Linked DNA regions of Muntiacus reevesi: region 1 is linked to region 2. The links are chromatin contacts, called in public Hi-C maps. All regions are on one chromosome and are shown on one strand. The core of a region is the stretch at or near the end of the contact, and the rest is flanking DNA. Distances in the headings are between cores, read along the strand shown. Region 1 holds the start of ARPC5 (actin related protein 2/3 complex subunit 5). Region 2 holds the start of SMG7 (SMG7 nonsense mediated mRNA decay factor).

Region 1 (5,635 bases), core at 420-2,919, 150 kb before region 2:
ATTCATTATTCTCAGTGTGACCCTCAAACTGTACTGCCTTTCACGTTTATTCATTCATCAATAAATAATTGAGTGTCTGTATCGAGTACCTTCTGCATGCTCAGTTGTATGTCAGATATAAAGGAAGATACAACATGTATGTATAACTGAATCATTTGCTGTACACCAGAAACTAACACAACATTGTAAATCAACTGTACTTCAATTCGAAAAAAGAAAAGAAATAAGACAGTCTCTGCCCTCCAGAATTTTTCTATATCTTCCAGGGGCAAGATATAACACAATATATCATTAAGCAATTTATAAAACTAGTACCAAAATCAATGGTATAGATAACATGCAAATTGCATTGATGCACAATTTTAGAGTTTCAAACACTTTCTTGTGTTTAACCCTCAGAACAATATTGTTAAGTACACATTATTAGCCCCACTTTAGCAATGAGGAACTTGACATTCAGAATTTTAAATGACCTGCCTCAATCAATAGGAAGTGGAAGGAAGAATCAAGACTCAAGCCAAGGTTTTCTGGTTCTAAACCTAGTGCTATTTTCAACTACAGCACAGGAAAACAAGGATTGAGGTATTTAACAGGGCAGCAGCCTGCCTTCAGCTAGAGGTGGAATTAAACTAAACCTGATAAATATCCAAATTAATTTTATTTTGCAAATTTGTACTTCAGTGTTAGACACACCACCCAACTACCATTTCCTCAGATTTAGTGCTTTAGGGCTCTTACCTGCTCAGTGAGAGCTTTGCTCGCAGAAACTGGGGTGTCAAATACAATAAAAAGCTGGCCTTAGGAGGATCATGTACATCTTAAGCCATAAAGATAAATCTTAAAGATCTTGTTTGAACTAATCCTTACACATTTTGTTTCGCCTCAGAGCCAGAGTGTAACTCGTCCCTACCCTTTTCTAGCATTCTTGCTCCAAATAACCACTTATTTTAAGATGTCAATGGCTGACCCTACCCCAAATTCCACAGGTTCATCCCAGTCCTGCCACCGGACCCTAGACCCTGCCCAGACACCTCCCGCTCCTCCCTAATTTATGATACCTAGGTTCGAGTTCTGCAGGTGCAGTCGCTTGCCATTACACAGCACTGACAGATAAGATGTGACCTTTCGACTCCGTCCTTGGGGACCTCAAGCTGGCCGCGCAGCGTAGTTCCACACCGGAGAAAGGGGCTTCCGGGCTCGGGAACGAAGCCACGGGGAGAACACGGTCCGAAGCGAGGTCTCTGACAACTCGAACGATGCTGAGCGACTGGGCGTGCATCACTCCGCCCCATACTCCTGCCAACTGCAGGAGACTTGGTCCGGCAACCAATCCATCCCAGCTCACGGGCAAGTCCGTGCCAGCCGGACCTTAGGCAGGACCCCGATGACAGGCTGTTGACGGCGGCGGCGGCAGCAAAGCCAAGGCCACCCGCCCCCAGCGCCCATCGCCGCCAACCTAAGACCCCCCCCCACACTGGACCGCAGAGAAGCGTTTCTATGGAAACCCCCTAGCGCTCACGTGACGCACCCGGAGGACCAATCGCCTCTTACCTCTGCCGGCGGCACTGCTTTCGGCCCTCCCTCCTGCCCCGCCCCCTCCCGCCCACGCCTCTGTCGCCCTGCCCCGCCCCTTTCCCGCAGAGAGTTCGCACATGCGCGCTGCGTCCAGCGCGCTACCGCCCCGGCGCGCCCTGCTGTGGGGCGCGTGGGGGCGGCGTAGGAGGGTCGAGGAAGGCGCGAGCCTGAGGAGGAAGGAGCGCGGCCAGCGCGCAGGCCCAGAACCACCCGAGACGCGGCTGCCGGCTACGCCTCTGAGCGGAAGAGGGAAGTGGAGCCGCCAGTCTGTGGCTTCCAGCTGGGGCTGGGCTTGCTAAGGTCGAGGGAGCGTCGAGAGGAGGCCTCGGCCACCGGTCCGGAGCGGGGATGTCGAAGAACACGGTGTCGTCGGCCCGGTTCCGGAAGGTGGACGTGGATGAGTACGACGAGAACAAGTTCGTGGACGAGGAAGACGGGGGCGACGGGCAGGCCGGGCCCGACGAGGGCGAGGTGGACTCCTGCCTGCGGCAATATCCTTCAGTTCGCTGGCCTCCGCGCCCCACCCGACCCGGCCCCTCTTCCGGGACCCCGCTGCGGGCAGGGCGTGAGGGCGGGGACCCCCGCCTCCGTGGGCTTCCTGTCGTGAGTGGGCAGGAGGGCTCTTCCTTTCTCCCGAGACCCCCGGGTCCCGCCCTCGGAAACTTGCCTTCCCAGCGCGCCGTCCACGCCCCCGATTCCTCAGGTTGCGCCCGGAGTTCTCGCCTCCCAGGGACCTGCGGCGACGGCCGCGCCCTCGCGGCGCTGGTGCTGGTCTGTCGGGCAGCTGCAGAGTGCTTAAGTGGTCCTCTCAGGTCGTATTTACCGGGTTTTCATTAGCACCCACGTCCGGTCGGGAGGAGCGGGCATTTTTCTTCAGTGATTTTCTTTTTATTGTGGTGGTATTGTTGTGGCAGCGTTATTTCACGCCGGGAGAGATGGGGCGGCTTGCAAAATTGAGGGCCTTCTGTCTGTCTTTTTAAGCCTGTGGGCGCTTTGTTTTTTCTTTTCTTTTTTTTAAGAGGAAGCGATTTGACAAAATACAGGTTGCACAGAGTTGGTTAACCAGGGGAAAGGGAATGAGTACAAAACTGCCCAGAAAGAAGCTGGAAGCGTTTTACCTGCTAGACGGAAAATGCATGTAGAGAATCCCTGGAAATATTTTAAATAAACCCCAAAGAATAACATAGGAGAAGGTGAATCATTTGTACAGAACCGAATCATTTTGTAATGCTGGAATCGTTTCCGTTAAGTTAAAGTGTGGCTGTCAGTTCCTGGTGTGGGTTTTGCATATTTGAATATTCATAACTTTGAAGGAGTATTTGCCTCAGATCTTTTTTCGGAAAAATGTAAATGTTGCAATAACCAAGGCTGTCGTTTTAGAGATTCTCAGTTACTGAATTCGCTCATTTCTAATTATTCTTGGGTGTATTCATAAGATTAGGAAGGCTCTTTAGACTTTCCTCATCAGTGGCCTATTAAATTAAATGGGGAAATACATGAGTGAAAATATTTGGTAGCAGCCACAGCTGGTCTTACAGGCACATAAAATACAGCATTAAACATTTATCAACATACAGATGTTTCTTTGATTTCCTTGACTTTCACAATCAGCTGTTGCTGTTTTGCATTATTTAAAATAGTTAAGTGTTTGGGGTGGAGGGGAGCGGTCTCATAAGTGAGCCAATCTGCAAATGGCATGCTTCTCTAGAAGTCCATTAAGCCTGGAAAATAACAGCCCGCCACCAACCATAGTTTTTTTAGTCAGACCTTTTTCTTTAGAACATAAGTGGTGAAGATTATCCTGTGTAAAAACATTCTTCGTGATGCATAAATGATGTTTTGTGAGACTAACTTTTTTTAGGTGACGTGTGATGACTCTTCCATGGTATTGCTGTATCTGTATAGTGGATCTGCTTTTAAATCAGTTCGTCTTGAAATATAAAGATACTGTCTCTTCTTGTTTCAACAAGAAGAGACAAGCCCTGATCAGGCAGTACAGATGGAGGAACAAGTGAACTCTGAGGTTTTCCTTTTAGGGCAATGACTGTACATTCTGACAGTGTGATTGGCCTTCTGTTCCTCATTCTTGCTAACTCACTGGTGCTTTCAAAGCAGGACTAAATTTAATAGGTGTGGCCTAAAGCAGTTTGAATGGCCTTTATGAAATATGAGAAGAAATATTAAAAAACAGAAAAATTAAGCTGCCACCTACAGGTCATCATTTTATCTTCTGTAATGCTTCTTATCATCAATATTGAGAGGTTGCTAATGTATATCATTCAGATTGGTAGAGTAATCTGCCAGCACTTTTCTACCAGCATTTCAATAAATACAGAATATAATTCTAATTAAAGGATAGGCGGACAGGCTGTTTCATTTGGGGGCCTAAATAATTCTGATATATATTTTAGAATTTTTTAAAATATCACCCTGGATAATGTTTGCACATGTGTTTTACTGGAAAATGAAAGGTTATTAAGGTGTTCAGTTAATAATTAGAGCCAAGGGTGAAACAGTTTTTGCCTTATTTTTTAAAAATTTAATGCTCTCTTTCATTTTCAGTATTTTACCTTTGATTGACATCCTTGAAACGAACATGTTGAATTTTCCAGTATTGAACGTAGCAACCATAGTAATTTTTCTTTCCATGCATGACATCAAATCTTAAGAACCAGTGGTTCCTGGGCGTTACAGTGCTTTCCTGTGGGCTGGCCTTTGCCGCTATCCCCTTAACCTCCATCACAGGGAATATGACAGCTGCCCTACAGGCAGCTCTGAAAAACCCCCCCATCAACACCAAGAGCCAGGCAGTGAAGGTGAGTCACAGACTACACGCGATCTCTGTTGGTATCTCAGTCTTCTTACCAGAACCCTCCAAAGTGTCTTAACTGTTTGCCATCTTTGACACAGAAGAGCTTACAATGTAGTATGATAGGTGGAAAATCTATATAAAAACTTAGTGCCTCAACATTGAGTTGTGATAACACTTCGTGGTAGGTAGACTTAAGTTCTAATGACGGAGAGATCTGTGTGTTTTTAAAGGAGGCCACTCAGGGTGAATTTGAGCAAAGACTTGAAGAACAAGTGAAACTTTCACAAAATAAACACATGCTACTTGCTTTTGAAAGATTTTTAAAAATTCTACAATTCTCATAGAATTAAATTCTAATATTTAATTCTGTTAAATATTATTGAAAACTGAGAAATGTGGGGGAATAAAAAAGTAATCATAACCCCACACCCATAGATAATTATTACTTTTTGTTGTTGCTATATGCTTACAGTGTTTCTATGAGTTTTTTCTTTTAATTAAAATGGAATTTTATAAACTGCTTTTCATCTGTATAGCAGCATATATGAACAGCTTTACTTGGTAATAAATTTATTTCTATAATATCTTTTTTAACATCTGTATATTGATAATCCTGCAGTTTAGTTATATATAATCTTTGATCATATATTTATTGACTTTTTTCCTGTCATAAATAGTACTGAAATGAACAATTCTTGGTAAAGTCTGAATTGTTTCCTTTGAATAAATTTCTGGAAGTGAATGGCTAGATTTTAGACTGCACATTTTTTTAAGGCTACATATGGTATTGCCATACTACTCTTCAGAAAAGTTGTAAAATTACATTGCCTCTTAACTGTCTTTCAGTAATTCTTAAGAACCTATTTACTTAATTGTTTAAAGCCCAGATTAAATTCTGATGTTTAATTTTGTTAACTATTGTAGAAAACTCAGAAATATGGGGGAATAAAAATGTAATCCTCCATAATCCCACACCCAGAGCACTGACCTCCCACTGTCCCTAGCCATTCACGCATCCTAGGAGCCCCAAGTATCTCCTTAGTTAAATACTATTAAATAATAACTTAGGTAAGTGCATAATTATTATCTAGGCAACATAATCTTTTATAAGAGGAAATACTTCTTTGGTTTTTAAAAGTGAGTAACGTCATTGAAATTTCAGTTTTACCACCTTCTGCTTTTATGTGGGTGTTTTTTTTTTAATCAGAACTTGTGGGTGGGAGGTTATAGCTCTCCATACAAGGATAT
Region 2 (5,391 bases), core at 1,948-4,447:
TTAAACATGTGTTCACTCTTATTCTTTTCCCGCTTCTTTAAAAAACTAAATTCATTGCCAAGTATCTACTATTGATTCCACAACCCAAGGATAAGTCTTCCTTACCATGCTAACTTTAAAAACACAATAAACATAGAAGCCTCTCAAAGCCAACTGATCTTCCCATTAAAAATACCATCAAAGAACTTCCTTGGTGGTCCAGCGGCTAAGACTCCAAGCTCCCATTGCAGAGAGCCTGGGTTAGATCTCTGGTCAGGGAACAAAATCGCAACAAAGACCAAGTGCAGCCAAATAAATAAATATTTTAAAAAACTGGGCTTTTCAAACATCAGTCATCATCATTTAAAAAAAAAATACCACCACTCTCCTGATCTGCTTTTCATCATACCTTTCTAGTATCACTGACACCACCTTATTTCTGGTCCTTAACTAAGCCCACCACACAGATGCACCTTTCTAATACAAAGCTATGAACATGTGATTTCCATTCTAAACAAACGGTCTCAGATTCCCCATTGTCCACTCATTTTAACGATACACTATAGGTCAAAGTATTCAAGATTTTTCTCTATGGGCACCTAATCAAATAGACTTTCCCTGATCACCCTATCTATATAAAACAGCACATCCCTGTCTTACTTTATTTTTCTTGCTAGTACTTATCACCACCTGGTAAACATATTTATCTGTTCCTATGTTTATTTGTTGCAACCTTCCATCAGAAAATACTTTCCCATGTTCACTGTTAATCGTCTACCACTGAATCCTCAGTGCCTAGAATACAGCAATCTCTCAAGACATATTCGTGGGAAGAATGGGTGAATTGAGACATGCTACACACAGCATAGCTGGTCTAGAGTCAGAAGACCTATATTTGAGTTTTTGCTTCCACAAACCAACTGTATGATCCTCAATAATTATAACTTTTGGGGGTTACGCTCTCTTCATCTGTAAAAAGAAGGGGTCAAACTTAATCTATGAAACTGTTAAGTTTTTCCAGCTGCATCACCTTATACTTATGTTTAACTAGACTGAATACTTCCCCCACAGCCCAGTCCTCCTTTCTATGTATCTCTGCTCAGTTTCCTTCATATGGATTCCTCCTTCACAATCCACACTTCTCAGAATACTGTTTATCCTTAAGGTCCAATTTAAGTGCTGTTTTCTCCTTGAAGCCTAGCAAACTGCAAACTCTTTAAGAAGAGGGTGGAGTCTTACCTTCATAGCCTTAGTAGTTAGTACAATGCCTCCCATATAGGTGATCACCAAAATGACTGATGAATCATGTGTATGAATGAGGAAATAAAGGAAGCTTTTCCTGATTCACCCCAACTGCTCCTGTAATCTGCCTTTGGACTCATACACTTGGTATCTTCTATGATCCTTACCATAGTTTACTTGCCTATTATATACTAACTTGCAAATTCCTTAAAACTAAGGACTGTCCTGACAGTTTCCATATCTCTCCTCTACAGCATCTATCATACACCTTCACTGTAGTTGTATTTATTAAGCTTATCTGATATGTTAAACAACAAAGGGATAATAAAAGAGAAAAAGCACCTTGAAATATCCCAATGATTCCACCTACCTACCACGCAGTCATTGGGCATACATGCTGTCAGTTAAACTCAGGCATTCCACCATACTTGAAAGATCTCATCCTTCTCTCCTCTACACACACTGCTTAATAAAACGATTACTACCTTCAAAAGTAGAATAGCTACCCTCATGTAGCACTTAACTATAAACCTTTCTTGCAGGGATCCACTCACACACCAATACTTTCACTTCACTAAATGGCTAAAATGACTTTTCTGCTCATTTCAGACTACTACCCCATCCAATTCCCTCCTCCACGAGGTATGAAACCACTTTTAAAATCATTTTACCATAAGCTTGCAATTCTTAGTTCTGCTACTAAAAGACAAAATGACCTGTTTCAGGGTTGTCCTTCCCCTTTTCTACGCAGTGGCAACTCCCCACTAAGTTCTAGGCTCTTAACAATCTTCTTTTCCTGTGCCATCAGGATCTTGACCCCCATTTATCTCTACCTTCAAGTTCTTATTCTGCTTCCATGGAACCTTCCAAGCTGCACAATAGCTGGTGCAATACGCTCTCGACACCATTTACTTGGTTCCAGTCTGCATCTTCCTTCTCCACTGTGTATTAATCTCCCCCTTAACCCTCCCCTGATAAACATCACACTCTCTCACTCTGCACCCATGCGTCACTCTACCTCGACATACAAGTTCTTTACACCACTCTTAATGTATCTACACGACTCTCCGAATGGTATCTTCCGACGGATCCTAACCCAGTTTCTTCTGGGGAATCCAACCCCGGCCGTACTACCTCTCTGTTTCCTCACTTCCTCATCCATTCCCTTCTTTATGCCCCCTACCCCCACCCCACCAACTAACTACAGATGACATTGTTTCTCAGTACTTCCAACCCCAGAACGATGAACAAACTCCAGTTTCCGGCGGCCTCCCCCTCCTTAGGCCTCCCTCCCCGGCCTCCCCACACACCCCAGGTGTGCAGACTTCCACCTGGCCTTTTCCCCAGGCATCGCTCAAGTCAATTCCACAACCACACCACGTCTCCCCGCCACCGGCATCAGACTGCTCCACACATCAGACTCCTCCACACCCACCTCCATTCGGGGTCGCCGCCGCCTCCCCGGGCGCCTCCCCGCCCCGACTCGCCAGCGAGCCCGCGACCCCGGGCGCGCGCACACACACACATTCTCACGCTTCCCTAACCTCCCTCCCCGCACCGAGACCAGCCAGCTCCGCGGGAACTCAGCCCGGCCCGCGGAGGGGGGTAGGCACCCAAGTGTGTGCCCGCTCCGCCCCCTCCCGCCGAGCCTCTCGCAGCCCCCGCCTCCCAGCCGGGAAAAGAGAGGACACAGCAACTCCCCCGCCGCCCCGGACGTACCACCTCTGTGTCTGTTGCTCCATGCCCCCAACCTTCGGCCCGCTCCCCCGCTCCGTACAGGGCCGGCCTCCACACTCACCGGAGATACTGCGCGCTCTGCAGGCTCATCCTCCGCCGCCGCGTCTTCCCGCGAAGCCTCTGCGCGTCTCTCAGGCTCCTCGGAGCGGCCCCGCGGCACCACGGGTGCTGGCGGCCGCCGCCATCTTCCTCTCCTCCGGCTCCTCCTCGCTCGGCGGGGGTGGGGGTGAGTGAGGCGAGGGGGGAGGGAGCGGGGAAAGCTGCTCTCGCTGCTGCTCCGGCCCTTGGGGCGCAGGGACACTCCGACCCGGGAAGGGGGGAGGGAAAGGGAGAAGGGATGGGGGCGGGGGAAAGAGGGACAGCAGAGGAAGGAAGTGCGGGGGGGGGTCTCTCGCGAGATTTCAGCGGCGCCGGTCCCTCCGGGTGATTTCCGCCTCTCTGTAGCGCTCCCTCTTGGGATCAGTTAGCCGTGCGGCGCTTGTGCGGCTGCTGAGTGGCCCACTGGAGGCGCTTGGTGGCTTCCGGCCAACCCACCTCTCTCCTCCCGCGCGAGGGGGCAACCCCAGCCTCACCGGGAACATCGAGCCCAAATCAATCGGGAGTTACACTCAAAGTCTTCCCCCGTCTTTCCACTCCGTCCGATTTCGCTCTTCCTTTTTTCCACTCCTCCACGCTTCCCGACCGGAAACGCCGCCTCTTCCTCTTACAGTTCCGGCCCCCCAGTCCCTCGTCTCTGGTCCACCCTCGCGCTCTAGAGTGACGCTAAGGACCCCCTCCTCTTTTCTGGGGCCCCTCCCTCTGCACGCAGGGACACTATTGTAGGGGTTAGGGTGGAGCCCAGGGATGGAGAGAAAAGAAACCAATCGGATTGGATAAGCAGCTGCCAAGGCAACTGGAAGCTGTAGCTGTATTGTCATAGTAACCAATGTGTGAGGCTGAATGACCCTCCCTTGGCTTAGTGGATTCCCCGAAAAGTGCCTAGGGTTTCCCCTCGGCTTCCCTTCCATCTTAAAGGCCTCCCCCAGGTTGGGAATCCGGATAGTTCTCCTGGGCAGTGAGGTTGATTTTCTCCTCCCTTTCCCTTTCCCGCAGCGATGGGGGAGACCCCGAGGCATTCACCGTGGGCTTTTCCACCCGCCTGCGGGCGGGAACCGCCTCCATAGTTTTCCTCTCCGTGACGGACGCGGGGAGGGCCGGGCCTATGAAGAAGATGCCGGGCCTGAAGGCTGGTGGGCGGCGGGCTGGAGCCGACTGGGCGAGGCGGCGGCGCTAGGCTGCGAGGCGGGCCAGGGGTTTCCCCATCACCGGGAGGGCTCTGGGAGGCGGGGTCCCGCCAGGACGGGGTCCCTGAGGGAGGAGAACGGCACACGACTGCCGAGATCCCTCTTCTGCCGACTGGGACATCCGACTTTCCCCAGCGGGTCGGCCCCTCACAGAAATCCCCCCAGACCCCACCCCACAATCGCACTCGGCGACGGAGCCTCCTCGGGAGTTCCCCGCGCGGCCTTCACGAGCCATCTCCTGCCACGAGGAGGTCGGAGTGGGGGTGGGAACTCATCTTGGAAGGCTGACAAGTGGTTTTTCCAGCGCTTAGGGCAGGGGACACGGTGCGAAGTTCAGGGCCGCCATCCCTCTGAGAGGCACCCCTCCCCCAGTGGGAGTCCCCGTTGCTTATCAAAAGCAGACGTCCCATTTCCTTGCTCCTCTTCAAATTTCCTTCTTCTCTCGTCTGTCTGCAGTGTTTTAGAACTCGTCACTATGTATCTTTTGGGTTGGAGAGGAACGCATTGGGTAAGATGGTGTCAATAAAACAGATACTTGGGCGAAGTTCCAATAAAAGGTTTCTAGGAAATGGATTTTAATTCTTAGACCCAATCTTTTTGAATGATTATTATGTTTATTTTATCTCAGGTTTGAGGCAAAAAAAAAAAAAAAAAGCACACTAACGAATGGGTTCTTCATAATATGAAGTGTGGTAAGTAGCTGGAGAAGTTGTCATCCTAGTGATTTGAAAGAATTATTTAGCATTTTACAAATTATATTTTCCATTGGTATTATGGAGCTCTCCCAAAGTAATTTAGGATGTGTAACGGATAAACCCCTCCAGGAATGCCGGCCTCATTTCATGGTTAAAATCAGAATTTTAAGGGGCTATTTTCTTTTGACTCGGTTGGGATACCTGATTCTTTAATGCTGGGTGAAGAGGCACTGTCAAAATCCGTTCGAGACCGCACCTCACCTATTAAAAGACTGGACCAATGTTTATGTGTAAGTTTGGAGGAAATGAAAGTGCAAGCTGCTTGAAATTAAGTCCCAAGGACAGATTATCATTAACAAAATAGAAACTGAACTATGCCCCCTTGCGCTGCAAGCGTCTACTGTGATGTGGTGTGACACGCGGTTTGATTGCAGCCTTACAATGCCCCCTATCGT

Evidence for each region. A called contact is a pair of places that touch in the nucleus more often than the background predicts.
Region 1: a contact with region 2 is called in a Hi-C map of muscle, with 5 times the contacts expected there. The contact joins the promoter of ARPC5 here to the promoter of SMG7 in region 2. A contact is called at or near these places in 2 of 3 Hi-C or Micro-C datasets (blood and muscle).

The regions. Positions count from the first base shown.
Region 1 is chr5:109,943,803-109,949,437 of mMunRee1.1, reverse strand. ARPC5 (actin related protein 2/3 complex subunit 5) reads left to right here and starts at 1,669. Exons shown (of 4, transcript XM_065936187.1): 1 at 1,669-2,178; 2 at 4,245-4,391. The coding sequence starts at 1,924. It overlaps RGL1 (ral guanine nucleotide dissociation stimulator like 1), which reads right to left and starts at 1,462. Exons shown (of 19, transcript XM_065936188.1): 1 at 1,059-1,462.
Region 2 is chr5:109,792,152-109,797,542 of mMunRee1.1, reverse strand. SMG7 (SMG7 nonsense mediated mRNA decay factor) reads right to left here and starts at 3,197. Exons shown (of 23, transcript XM_065936182.1): 1 at 3,020-3,197. NMNAT2 (nicotinamide nucleotide adenylyltransferase 2) reads left to right here and starts at 2,809. Exons shown (of 15, transcript XM_065936184.1): 1 at 2,809-3,184.